Regions from separate parts of the Mus musculus genome. Here regions 1 and 3 are each linked to region 2. Evidence: chromatin contacts called from public promoter capture Hi-C data. All regions are on one chromosome and are shown on one strand. Each heading gives the region's core, a stretch centred on a gene start, on an enhancer-like site or on the middle of the called end of the contact. The rest is flanking DNA. Distances are from core to core; before and after follow the strand shown. Region 1 overlaps Limch1 (LIM and calponin homology domains 1). Region 2 overlaps Limch1 (LIM and calponin homology domains 1). Region 3 overlaps Limch1 (LIM and calponin homology domains 1).

What was found. Promoter capture Hi-C pulls out the DNA fragments that hold promoters and counts their contacts.
Region 1: a contact with region 2 is called in a promoter capture Hi-C map of the C10 cell line. The contact joins two enhancer-like sites. A contact is called at or near these places in 8 of 39 promoter capture datasets (the C10 cell line, the HPC-7 cell line, cranial neural crest and 5 more), 4 of 484 Hi-C or Micro-C datasets (bone marrow-derived macrophages, cerebral cortex, cranial neural crest and 1 more), 7 of 115 datasets of contacts at active chromatin or transcription factors (craniofacial prominence, embryonic basal ganglia, embryonic forebrain and 4 more) and 3 of 9 other capture datasets (adipose tissue, embryonic stem cells and liver).
Region 3: a contact with region 2 is called in a promoter capture Hi-C map of cranial neural crest. The contact joins two enhancer-like sites. A contact is called at or near these places in 9 of 39 promoter capture datasets (3T3-L1-derived adipocytes, the C10 cell line, the HPC-7 cell line and 6 more), 4 of 484 Hi-C or Micro-C datasets (the N1E-115 cell line, bone marrow-derived macrophages, myocytes and 1 more), 9 of 115 datasets of contacts at active chromatin or transcription factors (craniofacial prominence, embryonic basal ganglia, embryonic forebrain and 6 more) and 1 of 9 other capture datasets (pancreatic islet).

What each region holds. Positions count from the first base shown.
Region 1 is chr5:66,798,428-66,802,167 of GRCm38.p6, forward strand. All of the region lies in intron 1 of Limch1 (LIM and calponin homology domains 1), which reads left to right. Among named protein-coding and RNA genes, the nearest start is that of Limch1, 54 kb to the left of the region's middle. Within about 2 kb of position 1,719, at least 22 of the 459 cell types and tissues checked have an H3K27ac peak or open chromatin away from gene starts, as enhancers often do.
Region 2 is chr5:66,990,805-66,994,267 of GRCm38.p6, forward strand. Limch1 (LIM and calponin homology domains 1) reads left to right here. Exons shown (of 26, transcript NM_001001980.3): 9 at 2,339-2,374. Among named protein-coding and RNA genes, the nearest start is that of Gm33040, 6.9 kb to the right of the region's middle. Within about 2 kb of position 1,972, at least 3 of the 459 cell types and tissues checked have an H3K27ac peak or open chromatin away from gene starts, as enhancers often do.
Region 3 is chr5:66,765,012-66,768,812 of GRCm38.p6, forward strand. The region is part of intron 1 of Limch1 (LIM and calponin homology domains 1); the gene reads left to right. Among named protein-coding and RNA genes, the nearest start is that of Limch1, 21 kb to the left of the region's middle. Within about 2 kb of position 2,315, at least 9 of the 459 cell types and tissues checked have an H3K27ac peak or open chromatin away from gene starts, as enhancers often do.

The DNA.
Region 1 (3,740 bases), core at 469-2,968, 190 kb before region 2:
CTGTGAAATCTGAGAGAGTGCAAAGATTCCTCTAACTTCATGTTACTCTTAGTTCTTTCTTTCTCTGTGTGTGTGTATACATAGTCATGTACCATAGGAAACATTAGTGAAATTTATTATGAGCTTGAACCTGGCAGTTTCCCATTATGAACAGTGTGTGTTTAGAGCAATTCACTTAGTGCAATCTGTTGAAGGTTCCATGCATTGTGGAGGAACTATCTGGGAACGATTGTTTTCTGACCGGAGCTAAACAGCCCACCCAGCGCACACTGCTGCTGCCTCCAGCCAGCTCTGTCGTTTCCTCCCGGGGACTCTCCCTCTTAGACTTTTGGTTGGCACGGAAACATTAGTGTTCAGATGAGCCACCCCACTCCTGAGTTCACTTTGACAGGTCTGTGTAAACAACTTCTTCAGCTTTGTTGAAATTAGTGGAAAAATCTAGGCCATTCTGTTTATAGTTCACGGCTATTGAGCAATTGATGTTGGTTTGCCTTTCATCTGAAATATTCATTAGAGGTGAGAAGCTAAGCAGGGAACACATCCGTTGGTACACCTGGTACACAGAGGAGCACCTGCTGGAAGTTTCTGGTGAAACTCCAGTTAACTCTTAGCTCCCCATGGCTGGAGATGGATGTGGCATCAGAGGTTGAGTGCTCTTATCTGAAGCATTTGGGACTACAGATATTTCAGATTGCAGATTTTGGTATGGCTGTGTACACATAGATATCTTGTGTGCATGTTTGCATGTTTATGTGCACAGGTCTGTCACCCTGGCTGGTCAGTGAGCCCCAGGGCCTTGCACCTCCTAAATGGGAAAGTTACAGATGTGCACAGATGTGCACTACTTTGCCAGGCTTCTTACATGGCTACCAGAGATCCAAGTTCAGGTTCTCATGCTCGCCCCACAAGTAGTCAGTTTACTGGCTCCCTCAGCCCTTTCACATGAGCATAAGACCCAAGCCTACACATACACACACACACACACACACACCTACCTTTACATATAGGCAAAAAGATAATTTTCTATATCTTAAATCATTCTGTATAAGAGACAAGTTTGTTTATCACAGATGACAGAGTCCAGGAGAGCCCCTTTTCATTTGGGGATGATAAGCTGTCTGAATGTGACCTGTTGTAGGTGGCCAGGAGTGAAGTTCTCCCCTAGTTGTCTTGGAGACACTCAGAAAGTGTCAGGTATTAGAACATTTTGGATATTTTGATCGAGGGCATTCAACCTTTGTTAGTTTTTAATCCCTCTAGCCTGATGCAGTTCAGGGGCAGAGGAAGAAACACAATTAAAGTTGGGAGAATTGATAAATGTGTAAGCATTTAGTGAGCAGAGATGGTGACCAGATGTCAGCCATTTTACATCTGAGTATTTCTTGGAAAGGTAGGAGGGGGAGCTGCTTAATCGTTTGTTTATTTGTTTGTTTGTTTTTCAGAGTTTCTTTTGCTATTTCTGCTCCATGTACCCTTCTTTCACAAACCCTCTAGGGTCTGCCTGTCTGCCTGTTTCCTTTCTTCTCACTCACAGAATGGTGGTATCACATGTACATTTGAGCACCACAGAGAGTTTGTCTCCAAGCACATCAAGAATGGCTTTTGCTTTCTTTTTGCCAAAAGGGTCTAGAGAATGGGCCGTTTTATGTTTATCTGTCTGAAAGACTGCTCCTGCCCTCCTTCCCTACTGACCTCTGCCCAGCCCAGGCAAGAACTCAATTGGTCCCATGCAGTGACCACCCCTTTGGTCAGACAGTTCTGGAAGTCTATGTGTGTTCGTCTCCTTGAAAAAGTGGAAGAAGAGGGCAGCCGGGGTCTGTCCCAGAGCCGCAGCCTCGTATTTATTTTTCTTCATTTGCACAGACGAGTATTTGCTGGGAGACCTTGCACCTCTGCTCAGGCAGACTCTGAGTTATAAAAATACAGAGCAAAAAAAAATAAAACAGAAGCCAGACTGAAGGTTATCTCACCCAAACAGGGCTCCTTCCTTCTTTCGATTGTACAAACAAACTCAGTCCCCAGTTAGGGTGTAATCCATCATCCCCGGGAACCCAGCGTGCTTCTGCTTTTGTCTTTAATTGAGGCCTCATTGTCTGGTCCTCGGGGGCTCTGCTCTGCTTCTCGTCCTGTTTGCCCACCAAATGGTGAGTCTGCATGAAAGAGAAGAATAGTCGCCTGGCTTCCTCTTCCTTCCATGTAGTCAGCTATTGTAGGGGGCGGAGGTCATCTCTAAATGTGTTGTGGGGGATAATAAACAGTTTTCCTTGGGTGGTCTTAGCTGTTGAACAGGTTACTCTGGAGCTGAGATTGTCCAAAGTCACTTTTAAAATGGGGGAAATGTGATCTGCCTGATCTTTGGAAGAGAGGGGGAATACAGTAGTAGAGAGAGACACGTTGGACCCAGTAGTGAAGAATGGACATGAGGGAGGGGCTTTGTGTATGTGCCTTACCTTCCTTGTGTATCCTTTGTATGATGGCATCAATTGCAACCTGTCCTGGGTCACTGTGACGAAATGCGTCACTCTCTCTGAAGGACTTAGAATGGTGCCTGGTATATAGTCGGCACTGTAAAAATTGTTTTCAATGAGAAATGGCAGTAGGAAACCATCAGGAGGGATTAATGCCAAGAAGTTCAACAGAGGCACCGGGCAGGGGGTGTGGCTCTGTGAATACAGCCTTTGCCCACACAAGTGTGAGTCTGGGTTTCTGGCTTCCATGGAAAAGCCAGGCAGGTGCGGTGGCTGCCTGCTATCCCAGCACTTTAGAGGCAGAAGTAGGCGGTGCCCAGGACAAGCTTGACTCATAGACTAACTGGAATAGGTGGGCTCTCATCCAGGGATCTGGCTTCAACAAATAGTTGATTTCAACTTTGAGCTTCTCTATGTGTTCAGGCACATACACACACGTACAGGAATGCATGTATGCGCATCCCTTACCCACAAACATATAGTTGCACAAAGAAGAGATGAGACCAGTTTGACAGGGCCCAACCTTAACCAGCAGGCCACCAGGGACCATCAGGGAGAGAACCAGTTTGAAATGGAGGCAGCTAACTGGTGGCGATGGGAGAAGCCGAGAAAGCGCGAGGTCTAAGATCAAAGGCTGGACAATAAGTTTGCCCCTTTGAAGATACTCAGAGTGTGAATTTCAGTCAGCCACTTAATGCTCCATCTGTAAAGGGAGATTGACTCAGTGTTTCTCTCTCTCTCTCTCTCTCTCTCTCTCTCTCTCTCTCTCTCTCTCTCTCTCAATGTGTGTATGATAAGTATTTGTGTGTAAATATCTTTGTGTGTGTGTGTGTGTACATATATGGAAATCAGAAACCGATATGGCATCTTCAATATTTTTTTTCTTCTCTAGCTTATCTTTTGAGGCAGAATCTCCCACTGACCCCAGTGCTAACCACTGATTAAGGCTGGCCAGCACCGGCCAGGGATCCCCGTGCGTCTGCCTCACCAGTGCTGAGATTACAGTCATATGCTGCTGCTGTCTTTTCCTCACGGATGATGGGAATCTGAACTCAGGTCCTCAGGCCTGTGGCTTGTGCAGTGAGCATGTGACTGGCCACGGCTTAGCATCTCTGAAGTGCGTTTCACTCCAAGACATCCACAGGCTGCTGGCTCCTGTTTTTCCTGGAATGCTGGAGACAGAAGCTAGATAGATGATGGCTGTAGGTGGTGGGCAATGAGGACAGAGGGAAGAGCCACACCGGCGTCATAGTCATTTCCTGACTCTGCCCC
Region 2 (3,463 bases), core at 722-3,221:
AGGGAGAGAGGTAGGGAGGGAGAGAGAGAGAGAGAGAGAGAGAGAGAGAGAGAGAGAGAGAGAGAGAGCAGACCTGCTTGACAACTGAAAAGGCCCCTTGAAGCCAAGTGCTAATCACCTTCCTCTTAATCAGCAAAGACAGTCTTTCTTACATCTGTGGTCCTTAAAACTAACACATCCATCTACGAGGAAACGCCTTAGATCCATGAGCGCACAGAAAACGGAGCACAGAAGGCGATCCTCAGAGTCTGCTGCTCTTGCCAGTATCCCAAAACTACCTCTCAGGGGCCTCCTCCAGCCACTGCCGAGGGAGAACAGCCAGAAAGCTTCTTGCAGGGTGAGACTCAGAATTTAGGAAGAATCTGTCACCAGCAGAGACCTCCTTGAACGCTGTTTCATTGTTCTGTGAAGAAAACAATTGAAGTTCAGATCCATCCCGAAGCTAACAGTTAGCTAGGACAAGACTGTGTGTGCACCATAAGCTCCGAGTTCCGAGTTGTGTTGTACTTCGATAAAATACTAACTGGATATCCAAATAGAGACACGAGGCCACACAATTGTTAGTTAACCATTTCTCCATTATTTATCCATCAAGAATAACTTCTCTTTCAAAGATGGTTTAGCAAGCCCCGCATTTGAATATGAGTGCTCTAGTGGGCCTTTTTACTGACTAAAATCCATGTATCCAGGCTTCAGAAGTGACCCTGCTCATGCTCCCTCCCTAGTGGGGAAGAGTCCTCGCGTCACTTGCCTCACAGTTGGGGCATTTGGGGCACACTGAGGATCCTGCTTAAACTAGTACCTTTTGGGAGTGGCCCCTGCAGAACAGAATGTGTCTTCTGCCAGCACAGTCTTCTCACAGTCCTTTGGTTGGCTTGCTTTTGTCCATTCCAACAGAAAGCTGGGGTCTTACCCACAGATTTGATAACTGAAAAGGCCCCTTGAAGCCAAGTGCTAACTACCTTCTTCTTATCAGCAAAGGCAGTCTTGATTTTCAGGTTTTCCCTATGAATGAAATAATAATTGTCAATAAATGTGGAATGTTCTAGAATGATGAAAGTTGAAAGAAAGAAAGGAGTGTGTGTGTGTGTGTGTGTGTGTGTGTGTGTGTGTGTGTTTTCATGCATTGTTGGGGCAATTTCTCTAAAATTATAGGAAGAAACATTCAGAAATTACCTGATAGGCTACCGATCATGGGACAAGGTAATGTTTTGCTGACCAGGTGTGGTTTCTGGAAGCTAGAAGCAGGATAGAGTCTCCTTACAGCATTCAGAATACAGAAGTGACAGCCGGATGGTGGTGGCGGCAGCGGCGCACACCTTTAATCCCAGCACTTGGGAGGCAGAGGCAGGAGGATTTCTGAGTTCAAGGCCAGCCTGGTCTACAGAGTGAGTTCCAGGACAGCCAGAGTTACACAGAGAAACCCTGTCTCGAAAAACCAAAAAGAAAAAAGAAAAAAAGAAAAGAAAAGAATACAGAAGTGAGAGAAGTGAGCAGCCTTTTGGGAGCAGAAGAAGACAGTGCCTTGCTGCAGGGATGCTTGATCACGGGAGTTTTTCATTCAGATGCGTGCTCCTGTACAGTGATGTTCTCACCTTCAGATCTTTTCTACTGTGTAGCTTCATTTGGGCCTCACATAATCATACTGCCGAGGATGTAGCTTTGTAAACCCAGATTAGCAGGAGAATAGAAAAGATCAGGACAAACCTTGTTTTTTTCCAGCTGTGGGATAGCCTCTGAGTCTGGTTTTGATTAAGACGACCCGTTTTCTAGGAATTGTGGTTTCTGTCAAATGCAGGCGGAAAGTACTGATTGGAGTTCTGGCTGAAGTTCTGATTTGCTCTTAGAAAACCCGTAGGAATAGCCTTTGATATTGTCTGTGCATTAACACATCAGAGCAGCTCAGTGAGGGTTCATGTATGTTGCATGTCCATGACGGCCCATTACACCAACACAGGGGCATGAGCCATGTGTGTGCGAATAACTGTAGTGTATTTGCATTTTAGGCTGTCTTTTCCGAATACTGTGAGTTAACCCCAAGCTTTTGTGTTTCCATTAAACAGAGTTTTCTTTGTGGGCAGCATGGGATTTTTTTGATTTCTCTTCTGGGTCTTAATGGCAACTTTATACCCTTTGGAAATATGAAGGCTTTGATTTTGGCTTTTTTTTTAAGTAGCTAATGAATATTGCTAATTGTGTAACAACATTTCTCTTACAGCATGACCAGCAAAAAAGGTTTGGTAGACACGAACTGATTTCTCCCACAGTTTGTTTTTCCAGGTTGGTCACAGCATCCGCTCTCTGCCAGCCCTCTCTAATTTTGTATTTGATCTTGTAGATACGGTCCCAGAACTCCTGTGTCAGATGACGCAGAGTAAGTGGCATCTATCGTGTTCATAGGATCACATTAATCACTAGCCTAAACTGCATGCTTCCTGTACTTACCACTAATTGGCATGCAACGGAGGCTGCAGAGAGCTGCACAGTCAGCCCAGTGCACAGACGAGCACCGGGGTGCCACCGGGGTCGTGTGTTCTGTGCAGGGGAAGTGATGGAGACAGCAACTTAAGCATGATGCTAATGTGTGGCTAATGCTGCAGCTTTGCCGCTCATTTCCCACTGCCTGGCATGCTCAAGCCGCTCTTATGACTTGGACATTGGTACCCTTCCTGAACCATTGAATTAGGGAAGGGGGTGTCATGAGGTTTGCAGTTTAACTCCCAATGCACAGGGGCTTAGCCTAAACAAAGAAGTAGTCATTCTTACAGTCACTTTTTTCCCCAAAACTAAAAAAAAAAAAAAAAAAAAAAAACCAACCAAATCCTAAACCACTAATTATAGATTCAGAAGCCCAAGTCTCTACCAGGTTGGAGTTGTATAAACTGTGGGATGTTTAAGACCCAAACATTGGGGTTTTGTTCAAGTTCTGTGGCATAGCAAGGGGTCAAGGGTATAAAACAAGAACCCGGGTTCCTCTGCCTACCGCTTGCTTTTCTTCTGGAACAGAGGTCTCTTCCCTACCCTGCACCTCACATCCCAGGTTGAGAAAAATCGTATTCACCCCATCTGTGACCTTACAAACTCTGTCCCAAAGTTGGCTTTCCTGTAAGCAGAACCTTGTGCCCTTGATGTACAAGGCCGAAGGTTTTTCAGGATGATCTTCTTGGGTGTGGTGATTGGTCTTCTGAGGAAAAGGATTTAATATTTCATTCCAACACGAGTTGCACAAAAGTGTCCACGTGGCCTGACAGAGACCTGGCCATCAGCAGAACGATGGATGTTGCTTGCTCTCCTGACCCAAGTTCCACAGCAAATCAGGGCGTAGAACCCACAGATGTCAATTCTACTGATGACAACCATAATGGTATTTAGGCAGAGATGGGGGCTTTAGACAACTCTTTTCCCATCATGCTTTTCCCTGTGTTTGTGTTGAGGAGTCTTAACCCTGAGCGCTCACATTCCA
Region 3 (3,801 bases), core at 1,065-3,564, 230 kb before region 2:
TATGTCTTGACTTCAGCATGAGGCCCAGGTATGGGATTCTGTCTGTGATGTCAGGTTGGTACTCAGAAAGTTTTAGATTTTGGGGCCTTTTGGATTTCAGATTTTCAAACTAAGGATGCCTAACTTGTGAGTCAGAAATTTAGGAGTGATAATCTTGGTAGTTCTGGCTCAGGGTCTTTCTTAGGGTTGCGAATAAGACATTGGCCGGGGCTCAGGTGGCTGACATGACTAGGGTTTCAAGTCCCATTTCTAAGATGATATACATCCATGTAGCTGTAAGCAGGAGGCCTCAGCTACTGGGCAGATCCTGGGCCTCTCTGGCTAGGCTTTCCGTAACTCTCATTGTCTGTTGTCCTTTTTTATACCTGGCCTCCCTTGAGCACTTGATTCAACAGAGCAAGGGGGAAGCCAGTGTCTTCTACAGCCCAGCCTCAGGCTTCTGGTGTCTCCGTATTAACTGCACAGTTTCCCTTAACTGTGAGACTCCAAGCACAGACCGCCCTCAACAGATGAGGAAGTGGGTCTCAGATCTCATGAGGAGGACCAAAGGCTTTGTGGACCTGTTTTGAAACTACCACCAGGAAAAACAGAATCAACATGCAATTATAAGTGTAACTATTCATATATCATGTTTCATATATGAAGGATACAACAATAAATATAAACTCATTTTTTAAACAGTGAGGAATGTGAATTGTTTCCCCTAGATATATTTTACAAAACAGGCTAGTGACTTTCACTATAGAGATATGAAGAGTAATGACAGCAAATATCAACAAAGCTAATACAGGAATACAAGTACCCTTGTCCTCTGATCGCATCCGATACAGTAACGTGACACACTGGTAATATGCACTGTTCACATTTGAACTCATGTTGCTCAGAATTTCCTTCGGCTTCTGGAACTTTTTGTTTAAGCAGCATCTTGCAGGGCCTTGGGTTTCTTGCATTTTATTTTTTGAAATGCTCTGAGGTAGTCATTCTGGTCTCCTAGCTGTGCAGGCTTCAGCCAGTTCTCTATCCTGGCTGCATGTTAGAATGACTTTGGGAGCTCTCAGCTGGAGTGAGCTGGATCAGGGCGTGGGCAAGGCTGTTTCATGAGAGCTGTCTCTGACTGATTCCAGTGTGCAGGCAGGGTGGGGGCCTACAGATGACTAAACAGGCCAATGGACTACACGGGGGGGGGGGGGGGGATGTTGGCAGATGCAAGATGTAAAGTCATTTGAATTATGCTTTCTGTGGGGGTCTGTAAAGAGGTGTGTATCCAGGCAATACAGTCATGCTTTCTGCCAACAACTTCATCCCTAGGTCATGCGATGGAACAAAATAATCAGTGTTTTATGGTGGACTCTGATGAGACACATGACCAAATTTGGTAATGAGGGAGAAGGATTAAGGGACTTCTGCTCTTGTCAGTAGAGAAGGGGGTCTACTTCCATTCCCTTGGAGCTGGTTAGGACTTATGATAATAGATTGTAGCAGAATCAATTAACACTCCATTTCCAAGTCAGGCTACAGAATTTTTTTAAGAGTTATCTATCTGTCTGTCTGTCTGTCTGTCTGTCTGTCTGTCTGTCTGTCTATCCATCTATCTCTATCTATCTATCTATCTATCTATCTATCTATCTATCTATCTATCTATCTATCTATCTATCTATTTTAGGTATAGAAGAGGGTTATCGGATCCCATTATAGATGGTTGGTTGTGAGCCACCATGTGGTTGCTGTAAATTGAACTCAGGACCTCTGGAAGTGCTCTCAAGAGCTGAGCCATCTCTCCAGCCCTTCCAGGTTACAGCACCTCGTGTCATCACGCTCAGTGGTTCTTCCAGAGGTCCTGAGTTCAATTCCCAGTAACCACATGGTGGCTCACAACCATCTATCATGGGATCCTACACTCTCTTCTGGTATGTCTGAAGACAGTTACAGTGAACTCAAATACATAAAGTAAATCTTTAAAAAAAAAAAAGAGATGTTAGTGCCATCCTTGTTATATATGACAACCAAAGCCCAACTATAGACATTATCAAATGCCCCACAGGATGGTGGGCAAAGCCGGTCCTGGTTTGTATGCACTGCTCTAGCCTGTGAGTGCGTTTGATGAAAGTCACGATCACTGTCCAGCTGTGGATATCAGAAGATTAGGACTTATGATAATAGATTGCATGCTTTGCTGTGATTTTCTGAGTTGCTTTACAGAGGGACGGGTAGCCGAATCAGTGAACAAAACTGAGGCAAACCTGAGGGATGGTGAGTTATCTCGAGTTAGTACGGAGTGCGTGCCAGGCTGACACCATAGGCTCGGAGGCTATCTGTGAAGATCTTGCATGCCTCGGTATGAAGTGTGGGTGTGTTAGAGGGTCAGTTTCCGAGGGAAGGGGAGCTGAGGGCAGGAGGATGGGTGTGGAAGTTGTTCTCCTGATTGGTCCAGAGTCCCTGCACCTGGAGACTGAGCATGGGTTTACACGTGTGTGGGTACACATGTGACACTGTGCACATGTGGTGGTCAGAAACCAGCTAGCAGGAGCTGGTTCTTTGCTTCCACTGTGTAGGTTCTGGGGTGAAAATCAGTTGTTGGGCCCGGTGGCAGGCGCCTGTACTCACCGGGCCACCATATTGGCCTGTAAGGGTGATAGGCACAGGGCTGAAGCAGGGAGAGTAAATGGGCTGAGTTTGGTCTTGGGTTGGGATGGGTTCAGTTTGACGGCCCCTTTTCTTGATTATCTCATATAGCGTTATTGTTAAAGCCAACAAACATCACTGGGAGTCGTTCAAAGTCAGAGTTTCCCTTTAACTTTATAAGCTTGAGAGTGGGATTGAAATTGGAGACGAATAGGGAATTTAAGAGACAGCATGCACACAGGCATGCAGCACATGATGGTGTCAGAGACAGGGGGATTGTGAGTTTGAGGTCAGCTCCATCTACATAATGAAAACCAAAAATAAAAAAATCAATATATAAAAGCCATTCAAGGCATCACTCTGGGTTTATGTGATCAGGAACTGCTGAAAGGGAGGTTTCTCCTGACAAGGACGTTGGCCTGGCTCTCCAGAGCTCTGTTACATTTTCTTCAAGTTTTCTCTTTAGTTCTTCAGTGTCTTTTGCTTATTATCCCTTTGAAAACGGGAAGAGTTGGGTTGTCCTCTGAAGCAGTGGATAACTGTGTGAGCTGGCTCCCTTCCAGCCTGGCAGGCTTTTATTTCTTTAATGAATTCATTTCCTTCATCTGTTAATGATAAGCAGGCAAGTGAGGAATTCTTATCTGGATATACGGGTTGAACATCTGTTTCTAGTCCACTGTGGTGGTTTTGTGTTGTTGGTTTTTTTCTTTTTTTCTTTCTTTCTCGAGACAAGTGTTTTCTATATAGCCCTGGCTGTACTGGAACTTACTCTGTGGATCAGGCTAACCTTGAACTTACAGAGATCTACTTGCTTCTGCCTTCCAAAGACATGTGCCGCCACGCCCAGCTAGATTTCTTTGCTAAGAAATCCATGTGAACAAGTTTTCTTTTGTGCAAAGCCAGTTTTGATTAAGAATGTTATTTGAATACAGATTAAATACGAATGACTAGAGATTAAATTGATAACTCAGATTTTTTTAATATCCTGGATAATGCAAAGATGATAGTGGGTTTCCTTTAATCCTAAATGTTAGTGACAATATTCCCCTCCCCTCCCCTCCCCTCCCCTCCCCTCCCCTCCCCTCCCCTCCCCTCCCCTCCCCTCCCCTCCCCTCCCCTTCCTTCCCCTCCCCTCTTTCCCCCTTACCTCCCATGTTTTCCCCTCCTCTCCCCCCACTT